3 separate regions of the Mus musculus genome follow, and all the other regions are linked to region 1. A link is a contact called in public HiChIP or PLAC-seq data. All regions are on one chromosome and are shown on one strand. The core of a region is the stretch at or near the end of the contact, and the rest is flanking DNA. Distances in the headings are between cores, read along the strand shown.

Region 1 (4,683 bases), core at 1,084-3,583:
TAGAATGCCACGCCCTCCCTGGCTCCTGAATGGTAGCTCGCTCGTGCCAAGGTTCTTGGTCAGTCCCCAGGTCTGGCTGCACCAACCGGTAGCTTGCCTCCATCAGCTCCCAGAAGCTGGCCTCCCGAGCCATCGTGTCTCTGAGCCTAGCTGCTCTCCTGTGCTTTCTGACTGGCAGGTGCTGGGCGGTCACCGTGCTGGGTTCACACTGCCCAGCCTTGGGGCTTGCTGCTGCCCGCTACCCACTTGAGACTAGAGAGTTCTCAGGCTGTAGGCAGTGGGTGTGGTGCCCATTGGAGACCTGAGAGATTCTTCCCTAGGCTCCAGCCTTCAGCCTGATTGCTGAGGTCAGGCCCTGGTAGTCATGTGAACAAGAGGTGTGCTTGGCTGGAACTGCTCGGGGCACTGCGCTGTACAATTACACAAGTTACACATGGGCCTCCGCAGTCAAAGAGGCCGTGCCATGTGTCCGCAGGTAGCATGATTGTCCCGGGAAAGAGGGGGCTATGTTAGTGACAGAGACCATCCCTCACTACCAAGTTCTGTTGGAACCGACACTCCCAAGAACTAAGCTGCCTCACTACCGCCACCTACCTGCCCCTCTTCCCTTTTGCTGCTGGGGGTGGTTGGCAAGGGAAACACATTGCTTCTTTCTGGGGTCGTGAGGCTGTTCTGGGTATAGTAGCATTCACTCAATATGGCCGATCCACCGGAGGTACATTGACGTGGTTTTAAAAGAGTGAGTGACATCTCAGATTTTTTAAGTGTAAAAATAGCTCTCCACCTCCACGCCTGAGAGGCAGTATGACAAGGGAGGCCACAGAATGGCTGTGGGTCCGTCCCTGCCTGCCCGCTCTTGGGCCTCACTCCCCATGAGCATTCTGGAATGGCAAGACGCGTGGGCGCGGTGGGTGGTGGTGTGACACACACAGGACCCTGAGCTGCTTCGTTCTCTTTCCGCAGGGTCCTCACTGAGCAGCGAGTCATCTCCAGTGTCCTCTCCAGCCACCAACCATAGCTCTCCAGCTAGCACGCCCAAACGAGTGCCCATGGGCCCCATCATCGTCCCCCCCGGGGGTCACAGTGTCCCCAGCACTCCCCCAGTGGTCACTATTGCCCCCACTAAAACCGTCAATGGAGTCTGGAGAAGCGAGAGCCGCCAGGTGAGTGGCGCCGCCCAGAGGTGTGGGCGTGGTGGGGGTAATGGGGATGGAGGCGGGGTATGTGGGGGTGTTCCTGCAGGCTGTTTTCTGTCCACAGCTCTGTTGAGAACTTGAGTTGGGGGCGAGGTTGACCTCTCACCCTGGTCCTCAGACTCTTCTGCTAGGTGAGCTTGATACGCACCCGGTACTGGAAGATGCTAGGATTAAGGCAACCCTTACATCAGACTTGTGACAGAGTACCACAAATTCATCGTTGCTTGCTTTAGGAGGCCAGAGCCTCCCTAAGCCTGGGGAGGGAGGGGGTCGCCAAGGCCCTGCCCCTTTACACAGTGGTGTCTTATTGTGTCCTCTGGTGGCCTGGACGGCAATCACTTCTTTAGGGGTCTACATACCCAGAGGCACCAGGTTGAGACAGACAACAACCATAGAGTGCCTTGGATCTTTGGCTAGACAATAGCTGTGACTGCTTTGGAGGAGTAGGGGCGGGACTGTAGGCTAACTCTGATGGTCCCTGATGCCAGCCAGCACCGGGGTCCTTGTGTCTGCAGTCTCTAGCTGGCCATAACCTAACTGCAGTGGAGGAGCCAGCCCCAGAGCTTCCCCTGTACTGCTGGGCCTCCCGGCGGCCTGGCAGCCTGGCGCCTAGAGGGGGCCTTGCTAATTAAGAACCGCTGTCAGCTGTGGCTTTCCCGGGATTCTCCAGCCCCATTCCCAGAGGGTTTGTACTGCTAGGAAGTACTAATTAAACCACAGAGATGGAGGGGGAGGGGAAGGAGAGCACCTCTCCCCGCTGGGGCAGGGCAGGATAGGCAAGAGTGTGAGTTTCATCTGCCCTTCAGGTCTGATTGGTGTCCCCAGTAAAGTGCTTGGAGCATCCATCAGGCTCCTGACTGAAGCGTGGGGGCCAGCCTTGGCCCATTCCTCCTGTGGCTGAAGTCACACTTAACCCTGGGAAACCTGTCTGAGCGATCCTGTCATCGAATCTCAGCTCAGAGCAGCCTAGACCCACCCTGTCCTGGCTTAAGAGAAGTCAGAGAAGTTGCCACCGCCAACCATCTCCTGTCTGTGGACTCCTGCCAGAGCGCAGCTTTGACCTCAGACAATGAGTCAGCTGATAAAAACCCCCATAGAGCTTCCCTTCCCTGGGTAACCAGCTTGCCTGGTGACTGGCTTTGCTCCTGAGAGAGAAGCTGGTGGGAGGGTCACTTCCTGTTCCTGCCTTGGGCCCCGGAGCTTCTGCTGACTGGAGCCCCTGGCCCAGGTCCAAGACACTTCATGTATTGTCCCCTTGGAGAACTAGGAGGTTCCAAGTGCCTCTGCCTCGTGACTCCTCTGCCCGGAGCCTGTCACTATCCTCAGAGGATCCTTACTGCCTCAGAAACATTTAGTAACCCGGAGAAGGGCTCTGATGGCTCTGCTCCAGCAGTTCACGCTGTGGTTAACAAGACCTGCTCGCCACCAGGGAGACCGCCACCGCCACCGCCACCGCCACCGCCAAGCACACACACAGTGGATGATGCTCAGAGCTCAGCAGAGAGTTTAATCCTTTCCAGGAGGGCGGGGGATGCGCTCTCCCTGTAGTGTGGCCATGAGTCACTAGGGGCCTCTGGAGGCAACATCCACTGGTTGGAAGTCAAGGGGGTGTGTGGCTCCAGGGTGACCAGGCAGTGGAAGCCGCGTGAGAGATGAATGAAGAACAGTCTGGAAACTAACGGGCTCATCCCACTTGACCAGCTGTGGAGACCTCACTCTAATCACTGGAGAATGAGAGTTCTCTCCTTCCCAGCCGCTGCCTTTCATGGATGCAGCTGTGTCTTGGAGCAGCTCTGCAGACATATCTTGTCTGCCACAGCTGCTGCCAGGAGGGTGCCCTGGGGCAGCCACCATGCCGGGGCTTTTTCTGTCCTTGTCACCCAGGCAGCACCCTGCCCCACAGATGGCCTGGTTAGCCAGGTTCTAGTCAGAGAGGCCACAGGCCTGAGGAGGGCAGCAGTGTGCAAACCCCCCTTCCCCCCACCCCCCCAATTGGCCTGATGACCATTTTTTCTTTTCTCTTTTTTTTCTCTTTTTTCATCTTTGGGGCTATTTTTTGTTTTTTGTTTTTTGGTTTTTGGTTTTTTTTTTTTTTGGAGACAGGATTTCTCTGTGTAGCCTGGCTGTCCTAGAACTCACTCTGTAGTGCTGGGATTAAAGGCATGTGCCACCACTGCCCAGCCTGATGGCCATTTTTCTAGTCTCCTTGTTTGTCCTGGTGTGAGTGGGATATGTGCCCCCACCCCACCCGCACCCTGCCATACACACCTATACGGTACTGTGTGAATGTTTCTCCTGAGGAGGGCAGGTCAGAGGTCATGAACCCATGAGGACCCCACAAGGGAACAGAGACAGCCTGCTGCTGCACCCAGGGAAGGAAACAGATGTTGCTGCTCATTAAAAATTCAATCAGCAGCCTGTCTCCCTCAATTAATCGTGGCTGGCTGTCTGTGGGGAGCAGGAGGGCTTGTGGTAGACTCTGTGAGAATGGAGGCGGGGAGGTACGGTGCTAAGCTGTCCTCACTCTGCACACACAGGGTTAAGTGGTGGTACAGCCACGACCCCTCCCCTCGGGGCTTACATATGCTCTGGTGATGCTAGCTGCTGACCCTGGGGATAACCACAAGGAGCCGGTAGAATGGCTGGCAGGCCTGTATCCAGAGACAATCAGTGTTACTATGCTGGCTACCATGAGCCTTTCAGTCACACCATGGGTTCAGCCATATCATCCAGAGGACCTCGTGTCCCTAGTGAGTGCCACTGTCTGCCTTGTGTTGGGCTTCTCCTGCAGTAGTGAGGGAAGGGCCTCAAAGTTGTACCAGGAGGCTCCTGGCCCTCAGTCTCCCCTCTGCTCCGTGGCTCCCTGACTTTGCCTCTCTGCCTTGCCCTGAGGATTCCTCCCTAGTCACAGGTGACAGGCATGCAGGGCTGTTGGGTCTGGTTTCTCCAGGCTGTGTGGTGCTGCTGTGACTGTTTATACAGAAAATCAGTCCGTGAGGCGGGGTCTCCCCAGCCCAGCCCAGCCCAGCCCAACTCAACTGCCGCCTCTCACTTCCTGCCTGAAGGGAGCCTCTCCTGGGGTCTCAAAGCCTAAATATGTGCAAGGGTCCCCCACGTAGGTCCATATCAGCTGCCAGCAGTGTCCACATAGCTACGGGCACTGCTGGAATCTAGGGAGCAGCTCTGTCCTGAGGTGCAGGTCCCCAGGGTGTGTGTGTGTCCTGACTCTATGACCACCCTGTTTTGCCTATAGGAGGTGGGAGTTCCTACCCTGCAGATGCCCTCACATGCCTCATCTTGGGATTCAGCAGTCTGGTGTCTAAGGCTTCCCTGACATTGTTGAGTTCCTTCTAGAGCTGAGCCAGACCCTGTAGACCTTGGTCCAGACCTGCTCATAGGAGGCTTTCTCCCTAAATACCCCTTTTATGCTTTCTTTGATTAAAAAAAAAAATTAGGGGGAGGATGTTTCTAGAATATGGCTCCCCAA
Region 2 (4,683 bases), core at 1,100-3,599, 460 kb before region 1:
CATGGTATCCAATGGTCTCTTCTGGCCCACATGGGGCAGGTACATACACACACGCATTTATAAATTAATTAATTAATTCTTAAAGCATGTTACGGGTTTTGTTTTGTTTTGTTTTTTGTTTTCCAAGACAGGGTTTCTCTTCTGTGTAGCCCTGGCTGTCCTGGCACTCACTCTGTAGACCAGGCTGGCCTTGAACTTAGAGATCTGCCTGCCTCGGCCTCCCAGGTGTTGGAATTAAAGGCATGTGCCACCACCGCCCAGCACATATGTTACTTCAATAATCAAAACATTACTTTGAAGAAATATTCCTCAAAAGCTGCCTCTAGTAAATCATTACGTGTCACTGCTCGGCAGGTACCGAAGCTAGGAAGCTCTGGGGTGATGAAAAACCACTTCCAATGCACCCAAGAGGTCCCTTTTGTAGGGACTGACTTCGTCTCCTTTCCGCAGGTGAAGAAAGAGCAATCATACTGTCTTATATCACTGACACTCAAGTGAGAAAGTAATAATTTCAATGAGAGTACACAATCTTGCCTGTCCTTTCACTTCACATACACTTCTGAACTGAGGACCACCCCATTAGCTTGGGTCCTTTCCCATCTTGTTTTGCTTTGCTTGGGGTAGGTCCGAACTTTCAATCCTCTCACCTCTACCTCTTGGATGCTGGGGCTATACCTGCCTTCTCTTCCATTCTTAAAAAGGGCTTGATTTTAAGGCATGATGAGCAGCAAAGCCACAGAGTTCTAATTTGTTTGTTTGTTGTTGTTGTTTTGAGACATGGTTTCTCTGTGTTGCCCTCACTGTCCTGGAACTCACTCTGTAGAACAGGCTGGCCTTGAACTCAGAAATCCTCCTGTCTCTGCCTCCCAAATGCTGGGATTAAAGGTGTGCACCCATTACATCCAGCTTAGAGTTTTATTTTTAAGTATATCAACCGACCAAGCGCCCAGACACTCAAGAGTCAAGTGCTGTTGAACAAATTCTGAGTGAAATTATCTCTTCACTTTTTCCCACTCTCAGCCCAGAAGCCAGTAACTCCTTACCAGTAACTCCACAGAGTACACAACACAGTTTCAACACCCCCAACCTGTCTATTTTGTGCAACGTTCAAAAAATGAAATTAACACTCCCATTAGCCCATTTTGTAAAATACCTCCAAGAACCTTTCTCTTTAACCACTTCTGCAGGGGCAAGTATCACAAGGTATCTTTTTTTGTTGTTGTTTCTAAATGTAGCATGAATTAAGTGAAAGTTATAAACAACTTTGGAAAGATCAGAGTGGTGTGCTGGGCAGATTTACCAAGAAATATAAATGACCTCTCTCCCAAGGCAGTAAAATAAACACAAGTGTACTCCCTCACTAAGGGGACTGATTGCAAAGCAGACTGTAGCTTGGATTTGGACAGCGCCACACACACCAGTGAAAGCCGCTACAGTGCAGACTGCTGCAACTATGACTACTCCAATTTAATTGCCACAATAAACTGGCTGTTCACGAGCTAATAAAATGTGCCTATTTAATAGCTAGAAGGGACTTAGTTCTAGAAATAATGACAGCTCAATAGAGTTGAACCTTATTGCCCTGAAAGCTGACCCGATTATCCCAGATGCCCTTCCGGGTAACTACCCTCCTAACACCATGGCCAGGGGCAGGGGGGAAGAGAAGGGAGACCGGCAAAGAACAGAAGAGTCCCGCTAAAGAGAGACAACAGAGGCCTTGGGAAGACAGACCTGCGACGAAGCATGACCATAAAAAAACTTGACAGCTCGCAGACCGGTGACAGCACTTTATGACAGCCACCCTGACGTTAGCTCTGGAGCGCCCAAGGTCAGGCAAAAGGCTGCAGGTGCAAATGGGGCTCGATCCTGCGGGGTCCGCAGAGGAGACTGGAGAGCCCCCGAGGGGACCGCAGCGCGGAGGCGGCGGGGAGCCGCCCGGGGTCGCGGCCGCCGCTCTCCCCGCACTCACCCGAGGCCCGGGCGGGGTCGCCCAGTGCTGAGGCTCCTGGTGGCCGGCGGCTGCAACGGCGCGGGCGGCGACGCATCATGCGGCAGCGCTCATGGCCGGGCCGGGTGGACCCGGATCCGGCTCGGTTCCGCGCTGCTCGGGCCGGCCGGGCCGGTGGGCGAGAGGCAGCAGCCCCAGCAGAAGCGGGAGCCCGACGCCGAACTGGCACAGCCGAGCCGAACGACCCCGGAACTGGACCAGGCCGAGGTCAAGACGCTGCGCCTGCGTCCTTCCGGTCGCGCCGCCCGGGGCTTCCGGGAGGCGGATCGCGGGGAGGCTCTGGCGATTTCATCCAAGACCGGGCTTCCAAGAACTCGGCGGTTCTTGGAGGAGAGGCAGCAGCATCTACGGCAAGACTACTAAACGGAGATCCCCCGGGAAGGGTGGCCCGGAAGAGAAATCAGTGCCTACGGGGCGCCGCGAGGGCCACGCCGCGTTGCCGTTCGAGAGCACTCGATAAGGCTTCCCGCCGCACCATACATAGATGAAGTTTGTGGCGACTCCGATTCTCTTTTTAAGGATGTCGGTGCCAGGTGGAGGAGGGAGAACTACGGAGATGAAGGATAGAGGCGCGGGGGTGGAAGCAACTGAGCCAGAGGGCGTTTGGGAGCCCGAGGCAGCGCCCTGGACCGGAGATGGGACTCCTGGGTCCAGGCTTGCACACCTCCATGCCCAGGTCGCTGGAGCGTCGCTGCGACCCCTTCCTGATGACCGGCCAGAGTTTTGCGGAGGTAGAAACGAGTGTTTTTATAACCTTCACCCGTCCCCTGCCTCTTGAGTCCCCTGACAGACTTAGCACAATTTGTCCAGGGCAGAGAAGTGTTTGGTAGTTAAACTGGCAAACGCAAGGTGTGCTGTGATACTAAAAAGGGCTATAATGACAGCTCCGGGATCTAGCCCATTGGGGTACGCACGCCATCTTCGCTGGGTTTCCTGTCCCCGCGCCCAGAAACTGCTATTCGAGCCAGATTTTTGGAAATAAGGGTGCATTAGATTAACTGCTCCAAAATTACAGCTTTTAAGTTTAGGCATGGAAGTGCACGCCTAAGTCCCAGCACTCAGGAGGCTGAGGCAGGAGGATTCGGAGTTCGAGACCACTCTAGACTATATAGTAATGCCATCTTGAAAAAAAAAAAAGCATCTTTTGGGTTTGAAAAATTATGGTTACATCTTTTTAATCTTATTTAATTCTTTCTTTAATTCTTATGTCTGTGGGTGTTCTGCCCGCATATATATATCTGTGTACCACGTGCATGCTCGAGGAGGGCATTTAGATACCCTGGAACTGGCGTAAGCAGTTTTGAGTTGGCTTATGGGTGCTAAGAAACCAAACCTAGGTTTTCTGGAAGGACCACCTCTAAGCAGACTCGCAGGCTCTGTAGCCCCTTTTGTGGTTACGTCTTGTGCATCCATATACTCACTATGGTACCAACCTTTCAGGTGCCTCTTGTTTGGCCTGCCCTAGGTAGCTATTTCCTCAGGATGGAAAGCGGGGCTCAGGACACCCATAAGACCCGGGAGGTCTTGTGGATCATGTAAGGAGTACACTGTTGCTGGTTAGAGGAGACTTTCTGGAGCCTTGCAGGCTGTGTCATGAGCATGTTTTCCCATGCTAGGGTGGACTTCTCAGTGTTGGCAATGCCTCAGTTACCCATACACCTCTAAATAGCCATGCACTTGTAGGTAACCCCGATGAGCTTAGCAGTTCACTGAGGCGGACCTGAATGGAATTGAGGCAGAATAGAAAGACAGGGACTTCAAGGACCCTGGGAACAGAAAAAAGCCCTCACCCTGACCTTTCTTGCTCGCTGAGAGTTAAGAAACCAGCAAGATTGATAAAGGCAGTATTGCCTCCAGAGACAGTGTGTTTTCCTCAAGACAACACAAACAGGATGTTAAAAACAGGAAATAAATTGTGCACACTCACGGTCAGATTGTTTGTGCGGATCTAGCTTAGCTAAATAATAAAAGCACCTTACTCAGCAAGAGACCCTGTCTTGAAAAATCCCCCATCCCTTGAGGACCTCTGGCCTTGGAGTACCCAGGCAGACATACAAATGCACACACACACACATACACACACACACAAGAATAAAATATAAGCTTGACTTGGAGATGGCTGGAGAGGTGGCTCTGTAATTAATAGCACTTGCTGCTTTTGCAGAGGACCCATGTATGGTTCCCAATACTCACACAATAGCTCACAACTATCTGAGCTACAGTTCCAGGGGACATGATGCCCTCCTCTGACCTTGGAGGCGCATGCTGCACATTCATACATACATACATACATACATGTGTGCAAAACACTCATATACATAAAATTAAAAAAATTTTTTTAAGTTACCAGCTCATGTATTTTACTTAACATTAACTTATGTAATTAGTTATTTTGAGGCAGGATCTCATATAGCCCGGGTTAGCCTCAGACTTACCATGAAGCCTGGGGTTCCATCCCCTGTACTGAATAACCTTGGTAGTGGTCATGATAACTCATGCTTGTAGTTTCAACGCTTGGAAAGTGAAGGTGGGAAGATCAGAAGTTCAAGGCCATCCTCCTTTACAAAATGTTAAGCTTTGATTACTCTTGAAAGCTTATAAACTGCATCTTTTGAAGAATGTGACTTAACAGGCTGTAGGTTGCTATGTGCGGCCATTGTGAAGACAGCTAAGTA
Region 3 (4,683 bases), core at 620-3,119, 430 kb before region 1:
GCGCCACTGTATGATACTTCCATCTGGATACCTGTGCTTTCATGCTCCTTGACATGTCCTCCCTGACTGTTGGATTGTATGCGTGTGATGCGTGTATGGCGTGTGTGTGTGTGTGTGTGTGTAAGGGGGTGTGAAATGGAGTCTCTCAAATTAGTCAGCTTTTGGCTCTGTGGGCTTTGTTCTTTGTCGGCCATAGCTTCAGGGTTTTTTCCCTCTCTGTTTCATGCTGCCTTCCCTTGCAGCACACACACATTGGACCCTTTGATGCTGTCCCTTGGCTGCAGGCAGGCTCAGCTCATTTCCTTGTCTTCTCTGTTGCTGGGTCAGGTGCTCGCTGACCTTTTGGTGTTCACTGAGTCTGCTGTGTTGCCCTGTTCTGCTGCCAAGCCTCTCCAGTGAGCTTTTTATTCTCCATTCTACAAGTTCTGTTTGATTTCCCTTTATCTTCTTCTCCCCCTGAGACTTTTAAGTTTTTCCTTCTGGACCACCCTGCTTTGCTTCCTGGAGTAGTTTTTACTAATCGCCATTCAGAACCCTCTGTCAGCTGATTCCAGTCGTGGTGCCCTTTCAGGTGGCCTGAGCACTCTCACTCCTAAGGACTTGCCTGGTTCTTTGTGTGCTGGATAATTTTGGATTAACCCTGGGTGTTCCCTGTGTCAATTTCTAAGACTCTGAGTGAGTCGTGTTTAAGACTCTCAGGGAGTGTTGGTATCTTGGCTTCAGCAGACATTAGGCCAGCATATCACCTTTCTCACTTTGAGGCCATTATTAAATAAAATAAAAGCTATTGAGACACAAGACTGGGTCCTGGCACAGTGGATCTGATAACCAACATGGCTATCAAGTGCCGTCGAATGGGTAGCAGAGACAGTATGTTTATGTTGGATCTCTCAAGCAGATGGAAGAGTATGTCAAACAGGAATTTTACTCCTGACATTTCAGGTTCATGTTTTCAGACTGCGGTTGACTGAGGGCAACAAGGACAGCACAGATAAAGGGAGGCCTCTGAGCTGTCCTCTCCTCTGCTGTCCTTCAGCCCCACAGTCAGGGCCTTAGCAGGCTTCCGTGTGCTTTCCTGTCTTTGCGTTTACTTGCTTGTCCCAGTAGACCTAGAGGGGAAACAGTGGGCTTTCCACCCAGTTAGACTTTTCTTTTTGTTTGTTTGGTTTTTTTTTTTTTTTTTTTTTTTTGAGACAGGGTTTCTCTGTATAGCTCTGGCTGTCCTGGACCTCACTCTGTAGATCAGGCTGGCCTCGAACTCAGAAATCCACCTGCCTCTACCTCCTGAGAGCTGGGATTAAAGGCATGTGCCACCACGCCCAGGCCATTTAGACTTTTCTAACTGAAAGGGGGCTTTCCTCCCTCAGGGATGAGGGACCTGGACACAGGCTGTCTATGAGGAATGGCCTGGGGACTGGACCACTGGAGAGAAGAAGATAGAGACAAGGCGGCAGGGACACCTTGGGGATCTGGCTCTCGGTCTGGAAAGCAAGTCACCTTACTTCTTCCCCAAGCCAGGACTGGGTGGCTAGACCCATCTCTCCCTCATGCTTCTTCCAGGTATTGCACTATATTTAGTCCAGGATGAGGACAGCAGGGGCAGAAATGACAGCCTCCTGCCACTCTGGTGGTAGTCACATATTGATCTCTTCTCTCACCTATCGGCCAGCATTAGATTTTCAGAGGTACCAGTCTGCATTCTCTGCGGTTATCAGAGCCACATTTGTGGTGAGGCAGGTGACCAGGCACTTGCCCAGATGGACAGGGATCCTAGAAGCCCCAGCCTCACGGCGTGGAGCAGAGAACCCGGGCTGAATAAAGAAAAGGGATGTCATTGCATGTCTGGCCAGGAACCGTGTGGCTTATGTGGGGAAAGAGGAACAGGGTAGATGGTTGGACAAAGCTAAGTGCTGTGCTGCTGCTCAGGGGCTCTCTGCAGTCCTCTGTGAGTCAGCTGGTTTTGTCTTCAGTGAGTGAGCAGCCTTCTGGGCTAAGCTAGTGAGTGACAGCAAAGGAGTCCTAAACCCCGTGGCACCAATGAGATACGATGGCAGATCTCATGTGAGGGTCCAAGTCAAGCACGGGCACACAGAAATACTGTGTACAGTTAGTTACCTTTGGGCAGTTCATGTAAGGCACATATGGAACATGTACATATTCCAAGGCATCACATATCTCAGGTCAGCCACAGGCAGCCTACATTAGACAGTTTCAGGAGGAGATGTCGGGAAAGGCTTCTGAGAGTGGAGGCTTGAACGCAAGGTGGTGGGTGTTTGCATCCAGATGGTCACTGTGCATGTGGCCTCCTGTGCAGAGGCCAATCTAGCTCTATAAAGAAACCAGTACCTCACCATCACTGGAGAAGGTGAGGCAGGTGGTTTCCAGGCCAACGTAAGCTGCAGAGTGAGATCCTGTCTCAACAATAGCAATAATGAAAGTTCTCAGTGTGCTTGTACCTGCCTGCGCTCTTTCATCCTTTGTTTGTTTTTTACTTTTTAATTTTCAAAAAGCAAAGCTAAAGTTGGGTGTGATGATTCACATTTATATTCTCTATGAGGTAAAAGGAAAGATAGTTCCTTTGAGGTTGGCCTGAGATATGTACTGAGTAGCTAGGCCCACCTTGATTACAAAGTGAAATCTCACTTTAAAACAAAAAATAGTAGACACCCAAGAAACGACCAAAAACAAGGGCTGGGCATGTAGCTCAGTGGGTAGAATGCTTGCCCAGCAGGTTCAAAGCCCTGGGGTCAGCTCCCAGCACCACATAAACTGAGTGTGGTGGGACATATCTATATTCCCAGCATTCCAGAGGTGGAGACAGTAAGTTCAAAAGTTCAAGGTCATCCTGGGCTGCATAGTGAGCTTAAGTCTAGCCTGAGCTACATAAAACCCTATCTCAAGATGGGGGCCCGAATTTTATTGCAATAATGATTCTCACTGGATTAAAAAAAAATGCTCTGAAGGACTGTGTTCAGTCCCTTACGACACCTAGCATTAAGATGCTGCTGAGTAGTAGCTCTTGGACAGGCCGCCTCCATCACCCATTTGATCCCTACGGCAACCTACAAAGGCAGCCAGGCTTCCCAGGGGCCATAGTCCCCTTTGAGCCCTTTGAGTTCTGGTCTTGTTTTCATTGAACATAACATTTTCCTCAATGCCCTGCTGTCAGTGTTGCCCTCAGATTTCAGTGAAGTGACAGAATTAATGTAAGAATATTTACACAGCATTTTTATTGCACCCTTTGGTTGTTTTCCCATCTTTGTTGCACGTTTAGGTTATTGCCCTAAAATAGACCAAGCAGATAGGCGCGATGACATGAGGGGGTCAGAGGATACCAGTGACCTGCAGAAGGCCCCCAGGTAGAACACTGTCAGCTTGAGATTTCTGCATGTGGTGGAGCAGGCTTCCACATAGCTAGGGATTTAGCCAGAGGGAGAGGCAAACTAGGAGAGGGAGACAGGCTTGAAGGTCAGGGAGGGAGACAGGCTTGAAGATGAGGAGAGGGAGACAAGCTTGAAGATGAGGAGAGGGAGATAGAATTGAAGGTCAGGGAGGGAGACAGGCTTGAAGATCAGGGAGGGAGACAGGCTTGAATATCAGGGAGGGAGACAGGCTTGAAGATGAGGAGAGGGAGATAGACTTGAAGGTCAGGGAGGGAGACAGGCTTGAAGATCAGGGAGGGAGACAGGCTTGAAGGTCAGGGAGGGAGACAGGCTCGAAGGCCAGGGTGTACAGTACTGAAGTGGTGAAGGTTCAGAGTTGCTCAAGTACCTGCCTGAGGTTGCTTCTGAATCATGACAGCATCTCTGCCTTTGTCCCTGGCGAGCTGTGTGGGCAGCTCTGACAGAGATGACAGGTGTCCTGAGGAGGCGGAGGTGGACACTAGTGGCCTTTCCACAGAGGACATGGGGCAGTCTGCCAGGGCTTCCTGCCTCTAGGACAGTAGCTTGATCTCTCCTCCCACGGGACACAGATGTCCTCTACATGTGCGCAGCTTTATGCTTGGCCCTCCTGTGCCAGAAGACAGCACTGAACCTGAAGAGAAGGAACCATCTCTCGCTCCCATCGTGCCCTCCAGTGGGCTTTTTGGGAAGGCATACTTTTATATCCCATGGGAGGAAGCATGTCTCCACCTGGTGATGGCCTGCTCTTTTCTCCATACCAAAAGGCAGACACTGTTTATATATTTTGCCAAATTAACCCAAAAGCAAGGAAAGTCAAGCCAGTCAGCCTGACTGCATCCAACTGTCCTAGCTGTTGGTTTGTCCTGTTAAAAAACCCTGGCTGGACAGGCATGGTGCCACACACCTTTAATCCCTGCACTCAGAAGGCAGAGAGAGACAGGGAGATCTGCGTTCAAGGCCAGCCTGGTCTACATAGCAAACTCCAGGCTACCTAGAGATACCCAGCAAAAGACCCTGTCTCAAGCCAACAGACCTTGCAGAGGCAGGACTGACCAGTGACTGAGATCAAACTGAAGCATGTGGTTACTGTGGAAACACTGGCGTGAAGGAATGATGACAATCAGAGACCAGTGGACTTGCCTGAGATAATAGAACCATCACCTCGTGAGTTTTGAGTGACACACAGGGCCCCGGAGTTCAGACTTGGAGGAGCTATTGCTTGTAATCATGATTCGCATCCCCCACTTCATGGCCACTTGGGCTGCTAGCCTTTTAGATC

The links. HiChIP or PLAC-seq counts read pairs in DNA pulled down with a chosen protein or histone mark.
Region 2: a contact with region 1 is called in an H3K4me3 HiChIP or PLAC-seq map of bone marrow-derived macrophages, with 5 times the contacts expected there. The contact joins the promoter of Zdhhc7 here to the enhancer-like site in region 1. A contact is called at or near these places in 2 of 115 datasets of contacts at active chromatin or transcription factors (bone marrow-derived macrophages and embryonic stem cells) and 1 of 9 other capture datasets (liver).
Region 3: an H3K4me3 HiChIP or PLAC-seq map of bone marrow-derived macrophages shows a contact between it and region 1, with 5 times the contacts expected there. The contact joins two enhancer-like sites. A contact is called at or near these places in 1 of 115 datasets of contacts at active chromatin or transcription factors (bone marrow-derived macrophages) and 1 of 9 other capture datasets (liver).

What each region holds. Positions count from the first base shown.
Region 1 is chr8:120,561,663-120,566,345 of GRCm38.p6, forward strand. It overlaps Gse1 (genetic suppressor element 1, coiled-coil protein), which reads left to right. Exons shown (of 16, transcript NM_001145896.1): 3 at 964-1,163. Among named protein-coding and RNA genes, the nearest start is that of Gins2, 25 kb to the right of the region's middle. Within about 2 kb of position 2,334, at least 276 of the 459 cell types and tissues checked have an H3K27ac peak or open chromatin away from gene starts, as enhancers often do. A contact at or near this core is called in bone marrow-derived macrophages and liver, where this site is marked.
Region 2 is chr8:120,099,123-120,103,805 of GRCm38.p6, forward strand. Zdhhc7 (zinc finger, DHHC domain containing 7) reads right to left here and starts at 2,350. Exons shown (of 8, transcript NM_133967.3): 1 at 1,970-2,350.
Region 3 is chr8:120,129,457-120,134,139 of GRCm38.p6, forward strand. All of the region lies in intron 1 of 6430548M08Rik (RIKEN cDNA 6430548M08 gene), which reads left to right. Among named protein-coding and RNA genes, the nearest start is that of 6430548M08Rik, 18 kb to the left of the region's middle. Within about 2 kb of position 1,870, at least 27 of the 459 cell types and tissues checked have an H3K27ac peak or open chromatin away from gene starts, as enhancers often do. A contact at or near this core is called in bone marrow-derived macrophages, where this site is marked.